2 separate regions of the Hordeum vulgare genome follow, and region 2 is linked to region 1. The links are chromatin contacts, called in public Hi-C maps. All regions are on one chromosome and are shown on one strand. The core of a region is the stretch at or near the end of the contact, and the rest is flanking DNA. Distances in the headings are between cores, read along the strand shown. Region 1 holds the start of LOC123447579 (protein ADP-ribosyltransferase PARP3). Region 2 holds the start of LOC123447597 (general transcription factor IIF subunit 2).

Region 1 (5,480 bases), core at 1,273-3,772:
AGATCTCGGGTAAGGGGGGCCGAGCTGTGAGATCGGATCGAGGGTAACAGGAGATAAAGAACACGAGGTTGTTACCCAGGTTCGGGCCTTCTCGATGGAGGTAAAACCCTATGTCATGCTCTTGTTGTATCGATGATGTAGCACTTACATGGTTGATCTATCTCTGGATCATGAGTTTGTGGACTAAACCCTAGGGATTATGATGTTGTGTATGTCCCCTCTACGTGCTAAACCCCATGGTTTATTTAGGGACCGGGGGTATCTAGGGTTACATGAACGTCAGTTACTATCTATGAACTACATCCTGAACGAATCATCCTCTCTCTAGATTGATAGAATCCGATATGCTCACATTCTTTCATTGGGCCTCCGAAGTCCTTCCTTCAGGATGGGCCTCCAGCACAACTGATGAACTAGTCCACCGCGATTGCAACCCCTTAGTCCTAGACTCCCTCAATGGGGACAAACATTTTTTTGAGTATAATCTATTAAGATATTACTAGTCATACATTGGGAGAGACTAAGACATAAGGTGGATTTCGGTAGTTTTCGTTTGAGAGTATTCTTACTACGTGCATTTTCAAGTGTAGAGGTTAGAGGACCCTATCTTCGATTATTAACAAAATATTAATACATAGAAGTATCCCGCGATCATGCATGTGATTCCTTGGCATTGATCTTCATTCAAACTCCACAAGCTGAAATCAAGGCATTCTCATGTGGCATCGAGAGTTCTAATTTATCTTAAACAATTTATGTTGACTCCAAGTATATAGATACAAAGTAATAGCATTTAACCTTACCATTTCATACTCAATCTCCTCCACAATATTCTCAGAAGAGGCACCATGCATCCTTGTCTAGATAATCATACCAAATTATATGGCAATTGACTTAAGATTGATTACTATCGTGCCAAGAAAGTACCCACCATGATAAAAATCCATTGGGAAATAAGTGCAGTGTGGACCTGTAAGAAGAATCCATATATTCCATGCACCATAATCATTTCATAGGTTGCGTCGAATTAATTTTTTTCGGAACGAACCCCCTCCCCCAACCCATGCCAAAATTCTAGTGCAATTCCTAATCTTCACCATCTTCTACCACTAATGATTGACAATGTCGAAATAAAGAAGCCTTCTTTAACGAGCAAATCTCCAGAAACATCTTATTAAAAGGAAATTGAGTAAGTTTGGGTTTATCGTAACTAAGGAGGTGGAGCACGTGCGGGGCAACGAGAAGAAGACCTCACCACCAACACTTCGATAATTACTTGCAAAACAAAAAGTTCAGGAAGTTTTGCAAAAAACATACAACACGACTGCACATTTGCCAGCTATACGATGTGACAGATTAACATCATGCCACGTCAATCAAATACATACATTGAGGCAGATAGAGATGGTAGATGGCCCTCCATTGGTCATAAATCACATTTTTCTTAGTAGAGTGACCAAAATGAGCGCTAGTAACTTACGCTTCACAAACGTTCCGGATCCACCGTTGCCAACTACTCCCTCCATTTCTAAATATAAATAGTTTTTACAGATTTCATTACGAACTACATACAGATGTATATAAACATATTTTAGAGTATAGATTTACTCATTTTGCTTCGTATGTAGTCCGTGATGTAATCTCTAAAATCTTATATTTAAAAAACAAAAGCAGTATAATGCTGCATTTGGTAGCAAGGTATTTCCAAAGTTTTCTCAGAATACTGCGGTTTCTGAAACAAACTATGGTTTTGAATACTTAGATGTGTTTGGCTTCAGCAGAAACTGAAATTTTGTAAACCATAGTATCCTAAAAACCATGGTATTTTTGCTGTGCCGAAAAAAGAGGCCCCGCCATTTTTTTCTAAACAGAAAAAACTCATTTCACATCGTTGTCTATCTCGAGATAACTATATCAAATTATATCGCCTCCTATTTTTTCTCAATCTATTATCTTGTAAAATAATTCTAATATGTCTCGTGGTCTCTTAAGGTGCTTCTTCTTCTAGCTGGCCTCACTTGTAAACCTCACGTCTCTTTTCTCGTCCATGAGACAGAATCTAGGTTAGCTGATGTGCATGTAGATGCAGCAGGGATAAACATATTCTACAAATCATAGCATCTAGGTCCGGCCGACGTGTACATGAAGGCTGCATGCAGCCGACCGCCGTTAGGAGCCGCTAATTACACCAGCCAAACACATGTAAAACTGAAAAAAGACAATGAATTTAAGGAACTACAGTATTCATTACCCACTCATGAAAATACTTTAGTTTGCAATTGCTACCTTTTTTAAAAACTTTACTGCCAAACTAGGCCTAAGTGGCATTTTTTCTTGACCGAAATGAGCACCATCGACGAGATAAGTGACCACTAATGCATTATAGTCACTCGAAAAAAAATATGTATTTCAGTTTAGTTATTAAAATCGATAAAGAGGCAGAGAAATCGGAGAGTGGAGTGTGTACACTGGACAGTGGACACCGCCGCCCGTCTTTACCGACCGCAACCGAGGAGGCTCCGAGGTCCTCTGCCAAATGGCTCTCCTGTCCTGCTTTCCCCCCACCTCTCATCTCCCCCTTCCTCCTCCTCGGTGCGCTTCCCGAGAGCGGGCTGCATGGTCGCGGGCGGCAGGCGACGTGTCGCGGGGGCAGACGGGCGAGGCCACACCTGGAGCGCATGGGCGGCGACACCCAACCTCCTTCCAGTCCCCACTCCCCCCTGCACTGTTCGCCGCCGCGCCTATTTAGGCCCCGGGATAAGGACGGACCGAGGCCCGGTCTTGATGCTTCTCGGCGCCTCCGTCTCACCGCAATCCGCCCGCCATGGTAGCGCTCTCCCGCCTCGTCGTCGGATCTTGTCCGGTCCGGTCCGTGCGTTTCTCTAGCCGCCGATTGACATCTGCCCTGTAGCACCACTTGTTCTTGCTAATCTAGGAGCAATTTGGGCGTGGTTCTTGCTAATCTAGGAGCAATTTGGGACGGTAAATCGCCGATTGGCAAACATCTTGTGTTCTTGCATTTCTTTTCGGCAGTTAGCTTGCCGTGGTTCTGATTCTGAAATGCCCTCAATACGTGATGGGCCTGAGCTGTTTACCAACCTTCACTCATTGTGATTACCGCTTGTTCTTGAGCTGTTTACCAACATTCACTGATTGTGATTACCGCTTGTTCTCGCACCTATCTTTGTTGTTCTGATTCTGAAATGGCCTCATATGTGATGCGTGCGGCTGTGAGCGTACGCATTTCTGCATCTGCCAAGAATAATCTTGAGGATGTCAAATAATGGCAGTAACTGGTCACTCGTATCTGTATAAAGTTTGCTAGTATTCGTATTGAGAGGGGATGTACTTCGCTGGAACTAAGAGTTGTGGATTTTACTGGATTTTTTATTATTATTTCCTTTCTGTTGTACGTGTATGATGCATCAAGTTGTAACTTTTTTATATTGCCCCATCTAGGATCCTGCCTAATACAGTGACTAATTTAGCCGCGCTCTTGTTATTTTCCAGTGAATTCAGCTCATTATTTCCCTAGTATATGTATGCTGCTCACGATATCATGTGATGTTGATGTCCTTGGAGGTACACGAGACAAGATCACGGACTCATGCGACCGAAGAAGGGAAAACTGCCCCAAAGAAACAGAAGGAAGAACACAAAGAGCAGGAAGGGGGGCAGGAGCGTCCCTCCAAGAACAAGAAGCCGGTCGAGCCTGAGGCGGAAACAAAGACCAAGAAACACAAAGGTGGGGAGTCTGAGCTAGACGGGAAGGAAAACACTACGAAAGAGTACACCGACTTCTGCAAGGCCATCAGAGAGCACCTCCCTGCGGAGGACATGCGCAAGATCCTCGAAGCCAACGGGCAAGACGCTTCGGGGTCAGAAGATGCAGTTGTTTCAAGCTGGTATAGTCCATTTTAGATTCTCAATCAAAAGCTTCTGATATACTAGAATATCAACTGCTTTGCTCATATGCTAAATGTTCTGCCAACTCCTAACAATATTGCTTGATGACCACAGTGAGGATATGATGTTTTATGGGCCTCTCGAGAAGTGCCCAATTTGTGGTGGTCAGCTTGAGTGCAAGGGGTGGAAATACAAGTGCACTGGCAAATACAGTGAGTGGGCAAGCTGCATTTTCAGCAGCAATAGTCCTCCAAGGAAATCTGATCCTATAAAGGTGCCGGAGGATGTCAGCAATGATTTTTTGAACAAGGTAATGAGGCCACACTCTTCCGGGTATTTATGTACCAGTGCTGCATTCACTTTGTGAACGGTCAACAATTTGAAATAATTTGCTTGATCCCCTGCAGTGGCTGAAGCAGCAAGAAGGGAAGGGGTACCCTAAGCGTGATGTGGATGAAGAGGCCCATATCTTCTCGGGCATGATGGTTGCGCTGTCTGGACGGATGTCACGCTCACACGTATTGTACCTGAACACTTGCCCCCCCCCCTTCTACATTACGATTATGAGTTGCATAAATCCGATTCTATTGCTTCTGAAAATGGCCAGGCTTATTTCAAGGAGCAGATTCTGAACCATGGAGGACAAGTGAATAATTCCGTGCTTGGTGGGTATCATGTAGTACTATCCTTTCTGTTGTATCATCTATGAACTGCTGCCATTGCTGATGTCGGTGCCTTTGCATTGCAGGTGTCACATGTGTAGTTGCTTCTCCAGCTGAGAGAGACAAGGGAGGCTCAGGAGGATTTGCTGAAGCACTGTAATAATCCCTTGATGACCACTTCCTTATCTTCCATTGTAGTCCATGCTGTGTTTAGCACATATGAAAGCCGTCCATTTCTATTTTTACTTTTAAAAAGGAATGCTTGCCTGCACATTACCCTTTCTGATCATGTGTTCATTGCACAATTGGACCATGCATGCGCAGGGAGCGTGGAACTCCTGTAGTGAGTGAGAACTGGATAGTCGATAGCATTCAGAAGAAGGAAGCCCAGCCATTGGCTGCTTATGATATTGTATCGGATGTTGTTCCGGAGGGCAGAGGACTGCCGCTGGACAAGCTTGATCCAAGCGAGGAGGCCATCGAGACTTTGGCGGCAGAGGTAATCAGTTGCCTTTAACTTCTGCACTTCTTATAATTGCAGCTTCAGTTGGGTAATTAATAGCTCTGTTTTGGTTGGGCAGCTGAAACTTGCTGGCAAAAGATCGGTGCACAAGGACTCTAAACTGGACAAAGACGGCGGGTGTATCTTTGAGAAGGATGGCATCATCTACAATTGTGCCTGTTCAATTTGCGACTTAGGATCCGAGACTAACCAGTATGTACTTCTGTGTTATCTATCATGTGTGTTGAGGCCTTAGTGGAGGTGAAGTGTACACTGATTTGAGCACTTGCAAACTGCTCTATCTATGCAGGCTCTGCATTATGCAGCTGATCATGCTACCTGAAGAACACCTGCACCTTTTCTACAAGAAGGGTCCAATTGGCCATGATCAGATGGCAGAGGAACGAGTC
Region 2 (5,271 bases), core at 2,354-4,853, 140 kb before region 1:
TCGTTCAATATCTCCTTGAGGAATTGCTGCACAGAGCGAACCACAAAGAGATGCGTAAAAAAAGTGGCACTGGGAAGACCACTTCATATTAGCAAGACATGTTTTTTTTTCCCTGCTAACAATGCCCAGGGATAGATTTTGGAAGTACCTCTGGCTGGTCGGTTTCTTGCACTAGAGCCTTCAGTGCCCAGTTAGGCTGCTTTTCGAAAAGCTTGAAGATAATGTTTTCCAGTTCCCGGCGATCCCTACGTGTTCTTTTGACATCAGATGGTTTGGTTGGCGTCGGCTTCCTCTTCTCCTGCCCAGCACAAATTAAAATATGACAAAACAAGTTATAATTGGGAAATTACTGACGATGGACAACAGAAATAGATGTACGGATCTAAAATGGAAGAGGCACTTCAAATTTTCCAATCATTTTACAAGCAAAAGTCATATAGGTACAACAAGCGACCTACATAACTTATCTTTGGATCTAAACTCAGGAAACATTGCATGACATATTAAAACCACCTCGATGTATTAACCAATGTTGACACATATACCAAGGATGAAAGCACAATGGATAATCCTCAAATGGCAGAAGAAGCAACTACCTTGGAACTAGAAGATATCAGACCAACCATGCCAGGCATGGGTCTCATGCTCATTCCATGGTCATTATCAAGGACCTACAAGCAGTGAAGACATTGGTAAATTATACTAATACCTTCAAGGCACAATAAGGTGAAAAGGCCATTGAAGCAACCTACCTGCACTTTTCTAGTTTTAACCATAGACTTTTGTGTTCTTTCACGGCATAACTTTGCGTAGTTCAATAAGTTATCCTTGTGAGGTTCCATGTCGAATTTATGCTCAACTTTTCCTTCGCATGAGAGTTTTCCTGAAACAAACAGTGGTTTGCTTCAGTGATAGTCAAACCTAATTAGTGCCATTGTGCCACTGCAAGAATCCCAGAAGTTTTCGAGAACCAAGAACCACAGAGCTGCTAGTAAGTCCAAACTTTTCAATCTTGTTACAGGCAGTAACCTGCCAGTGGTGACCTGTTACCGGTGGTAGGCCAACTGAAGTTAGCAGGTTAGGGCTGTAACCTGTTACCGGTGGTAGGCCAACTGAAGTTTGCAGGTTAGGGTTTCATATTGCTTGGTGAGCTATATGAATCAAGAAGCAGCTCAGCAAGTTAGGCTTTAGACAGCACTACATATGACAGTAGTCTCCCTATTTTTCTGAACTAACTGAAAGGATGTATCAATGTGCATAAATTATGCAAAATCACTCAGGGAGCACGGTGAACATTGACATCTCATACATATCAAATTTTACATGATGGAATGATAACAGGACATCACCGCTGAGAGAAGATTGCATGGAAAAACAACCCAAAACTACACCACCACGTTTGATGGCGAAGTTTATTGATTGGGGAATCAAAGGAACTATGCACTCAACGATCACACATCAATTAAGTAAAACGTCCCAACAGACTAAAGCATCCGATCACCTAACAAAACACTGGAAAATACATACACTGAAACCCATACAAAAGAGAAACTCCTTATCAAACTACATGAATTCAGTACCAACCAAAATACATGCTAGACATGAATTACTCCCTCCGTTCCTAAATATAAGTCTTTCTAGAGATTCCACTAGTAGACTACATACGGATGTATATAGACATACTTTAGAGTGTAGATTCACTCATTTTATTTCGTATGTAGACTCCTAGCGAAATCTCTTAAAAGACTTATTATATTTAGGAATGGAGGGAGTACATGTCAAGAAAATACTAATCTTGCACATAAATGCAATCACCACCTAGCGGACTTGGACTAGCGACACATTTCTCCATATATGAAATTCAATTCACCCGACATCAAAGAGAAGCTCAAGCTCGGGAGACACCTACTGCTACAACTACTAGATACTAAATCCTGAAACTTGTGGGTTTAGAACATTGCTTAGAATATGCAGGCAGGCACAATAGGCCAACATAGACATATATATATGTGGCATTTTCTGTGCTCGCACGGTGACTTTAAGAAGAACAGGGTATCAAAATTATGAAGATGGCACAATCACTATCATTAAAATTCAACAGATGGCACAATCACTATCATCAAAATTGAAAAATCGATACAATGCCAAACTAAATCATTTAAGTCAGAAAATTGATGCATAAGTAACTGTGTGGATTCATTTCTCATGAGTACGGGTTCATTTCTCACGAGTACTGTGCAAAAGGTTTGGGACTGAAACCATTTGCAGATGTTACCAAATTCATATCGACAACTATGAATTATAGATACAACATTTGAAGCGCATGTTGTACCTCTCTTGTAGAAAATATGAAGCATGTGCGGAACATTAGAGACATAACACATCACAGAACTATAGTTCAGCATATTTGACTGTTTTGACAAGATTACTATTGCATATAAAATCAATATCTGTATTAAACCAAAAGTACATAGGCAGAACCAAAGTGCAAACCTAAACCAGGTACAACAGTCATGACAACAGAATTTCCAGGCCATTAAAATACACAGATAAGAAAAAATGCATGCACTGCGATTGATAACAAGCAGGGAATTTGTTTTGTACCTTGATTAGTCTCAGAGAAAACACACATGGGTACAAAATCCTTGAACATATTCAAGGAGTAACTCTTTGGTAGATTGCAAGTGCTAGCTACACTAGTTTGAGACATCTCCATCTTGAACTGCCATTCCAAATAAAATGTTGTAAGAACGATGAGCACCACAAGCAAGAAATAATGAGTGTGATACAGACATAGAATGAGCAACAATTAACAGTTGGGACAAAGATAGCAGTATGCCATGCAGTTCTTCAAATTAGTATCTTCAATGCACTAAGTTCAATCTGCATAAGATTTTTATGCTTTTTCATGCAGTCTTCACCAGGCTTGTTCCTAGCCTAGCTTGCAGACTCAAACAAATCCCCAAATAATATATAGAAGGCGGGTGCGGGTTGTTGTTCATGAGCACAATTGTCGCCAACCATGGTTTGTTCTCATCAAGCACCCAATGCTTCGGTACCTGATTCAAACAGGCACCTAAATGTATTCGACCATATCGTGTTACTCCATCAGTTGGGTCATCAGCTAACTATACAGCTCCCGTACCAACCTATTGGTTTCTGAACTTGAATTGAGGCGACTCTACTGAACAAATCCGCACACCAATCAAAAGAGGGGAACATCGCGGGGCGGGGCGGGGGCGGGGTGGGCTCCTTGCCTGGAGGGAAGGCTCGGCGGAGCTGAGGGGGTCGAGGGACAGCACGACCTTGGCGACGACCGGGTTAGGGTTAGCATCGCCGGAAGAGGCGGAGGCGCCCTGCCAAGCCTGGGAGACGACGGGGGGGCACTTCATGAGCCACACGGAGCGGTCCGCCCGCGCCGTCTCCAGGTACTTCGCCTCGTCGCCCATCTCTGCGCCGGCTAGCCGCCGCGGGTGGTCTCGCGATTTTGGGGTTCGTTTGGTGGCGGCGCTAGGGCGACCGGGAGGAGCGAGCGGCGCGTGATCTGACGCGGCGGAGGACGGGAAGAGACTAGTCTAGACAGGCACGTGCGGATGGCGTGAATGCGAGACGAGCAGAGGTTTTGTTAGAGCAAAAATTCTAGCACACCCCGTATCCCGACCTCACCCCGTATCCCACCCCGACCTGTAAAATAATCGTCAAAATACGGGTTGGGCCGGAAAAACCAGCCCGATCAGACCCCGCATCCCGCCCCGGTCAGTAAAAAATTTTAAGGGGCGCGGCAAAATCCCGACCCCAACCCGGGAAAACGCGGGTTTCCCCCTCGCAGCTGCGGTGCCCTGCATATAAGCGGAAGCGGTTGGTGGGGGAACATTTCATCCCGCGCTTTCTCCCACCAACCACCTTTCCTCTCCCCCCTCGCGCCGCCGCCGGCCGCCGCCCAAGATTCCGGCGACAGCAGCCGGTAGGAGCACGCCGGAAGGCCGCCACGCGCACGAGGCCTCCCCTCCCTTCCTCCCTGCGTCGGCGGGCTGCCGGATTTGCAGATCTGCGACACTTCATCGCCGGCCGCCGGTTGCTGCCCGAGGCGATGGAGTGGTTGGGGAGCCTCTCCCGCAGCCCAGGCAAGGACGCATCGCCGCATGCAGGCACGGGTTCGTCCGTCCGCCGCCACCGAAGGTTTGCGGGCATGGACTCGTCTGGCCGTCCATCGGGCTCGGCGCTCGCGCAGCGTCTTTGTGGCCTGCCGATGCCGCTCATAGAGTGCGACGACTGCCGGCGCCAAGTGCTGCGGCTCACTTCGGGCACGCCGACGCATCCCGGATGGGGTGTTCTACAAATGCGAAAACGACAGGGTACGTGCACTTCAATAGCTCGTTCCATAGCTCATTCTTTAGTTCAATTGCGGTAGCTCACTTCGAGCTTGCTCATTCTTTTGTGTAGGACGATGGATGCTTATTTTGGTTTTGGGAAGGCCAATACTTGTGGTTCTTGTTTTCTTTGGTTTTGCTATTCTAGTCAAGATTTGGTGATATCTTTTGTATCTATAATGTTGTTGCAAAAGCAAAGAAAAGCATTGTGCTAGATCAATTTAAGTTGCAAATCTAAGTTTTACGGGCCGGGAGAAGCTGCGCCAGATCAAAACCCGCAGAAGCCGACCCGTAAAAAAAGTATATTCCGCGAATATGCTTTTTTACGGGTCCATTATGCGGGGTATGCATCTGTGCCAGCCCGCGCCGGCCCGCAAAAGTGGTTTTGCGCGAACTGCAAACGCGTTTTGCGGGCCGACCGGGTGCGGGGTCTACTAGAGTTGCTCTTAGAGATCTACATCCGAACTTGCAAATCCGCCCCTCAAATGCGAGTGTATGCGGTCAATACGTATCCACCGACACTGATTTGTCACACTTTAAATAATGTGTTATATAATCGGACATCTCAGATCTCATACCTTAAATTCATACAAACCATGTAATTACTACGTCAATGCATTATACATATCGTCTGATTACTCCATCACTACTAACATTATCATCGGGCTATCAAAATTTGACATGTTTGGCCATATGGACATTAGCCACGGCTACTCTTGCCTTTCCTGGAGCACTTGTCGTCCTTCTCGCCGAAGTACCGGTTGAAGACGCGGGTACGGATCGAGCCGGATTACTCATCACTGGAGCTGTCCTCGCCGTCGATCACCTCCTCCACCTCCGTCGATGGTAGTCCCGCCATTTACCGGATCGCCCGATTCTGCTCGCGAGCGAGGGCGCACGT

What was found. Hi-C and Micro-C count contacts between places; a contact is called where the count stands out from the background.
Region 2: a Hi-C map of leaf shows a contact between it and region 1, with 5 times the contacts expected there. The contact joins the promoter of LOC123447597 here to the promoter of LOC123447579 in region 1. A contact is called at or near these places in 3 of 6 Hi-C or Micro-C datasets (leaf and seedling) and 1 of 1 datasets of contacts at active chromatin or transcription factors (embryo).

What each region holds. Positions count from the first base shown.
Region 1 is chr1H:481,730,871-481,736,350 of MorexV3_pseudomolecules_assembly, reverse strand. It overlaps LOC123447579 (protein ADP-ribosyltransferase PARP3), which reads left to right and starts at 2,522. Exons shown (of 17, transcript XM_045124191.1): 1 at 2,522-3,905; 2 at 4,021-4,216; 3 at 4,314-4,424; 4 at 4,514-4,571; 5 at 4,655-4,724; 6 at 4,893-5,067; 7 at 5,150-5,283; 8 at 5,381-5,480. The coding sequence starts at 3,565.
Region 2 is chr1H:481,870,590-481,875,860 of MorexV3_pseudomolecules_assembly, reverse strand. LOC123447597 (general transcription factor IIF subunit 2) reads right to left here and starts at 3,603. Exons shown (of 6, transcript XM_045124209.1): 1 at 3,258-3,603; 2 at 2,605-2,722; 3 at 753-883; 4 at 597-671; 5 at 149-298; 6 at 1-26. The coding sequence starts at 3,449.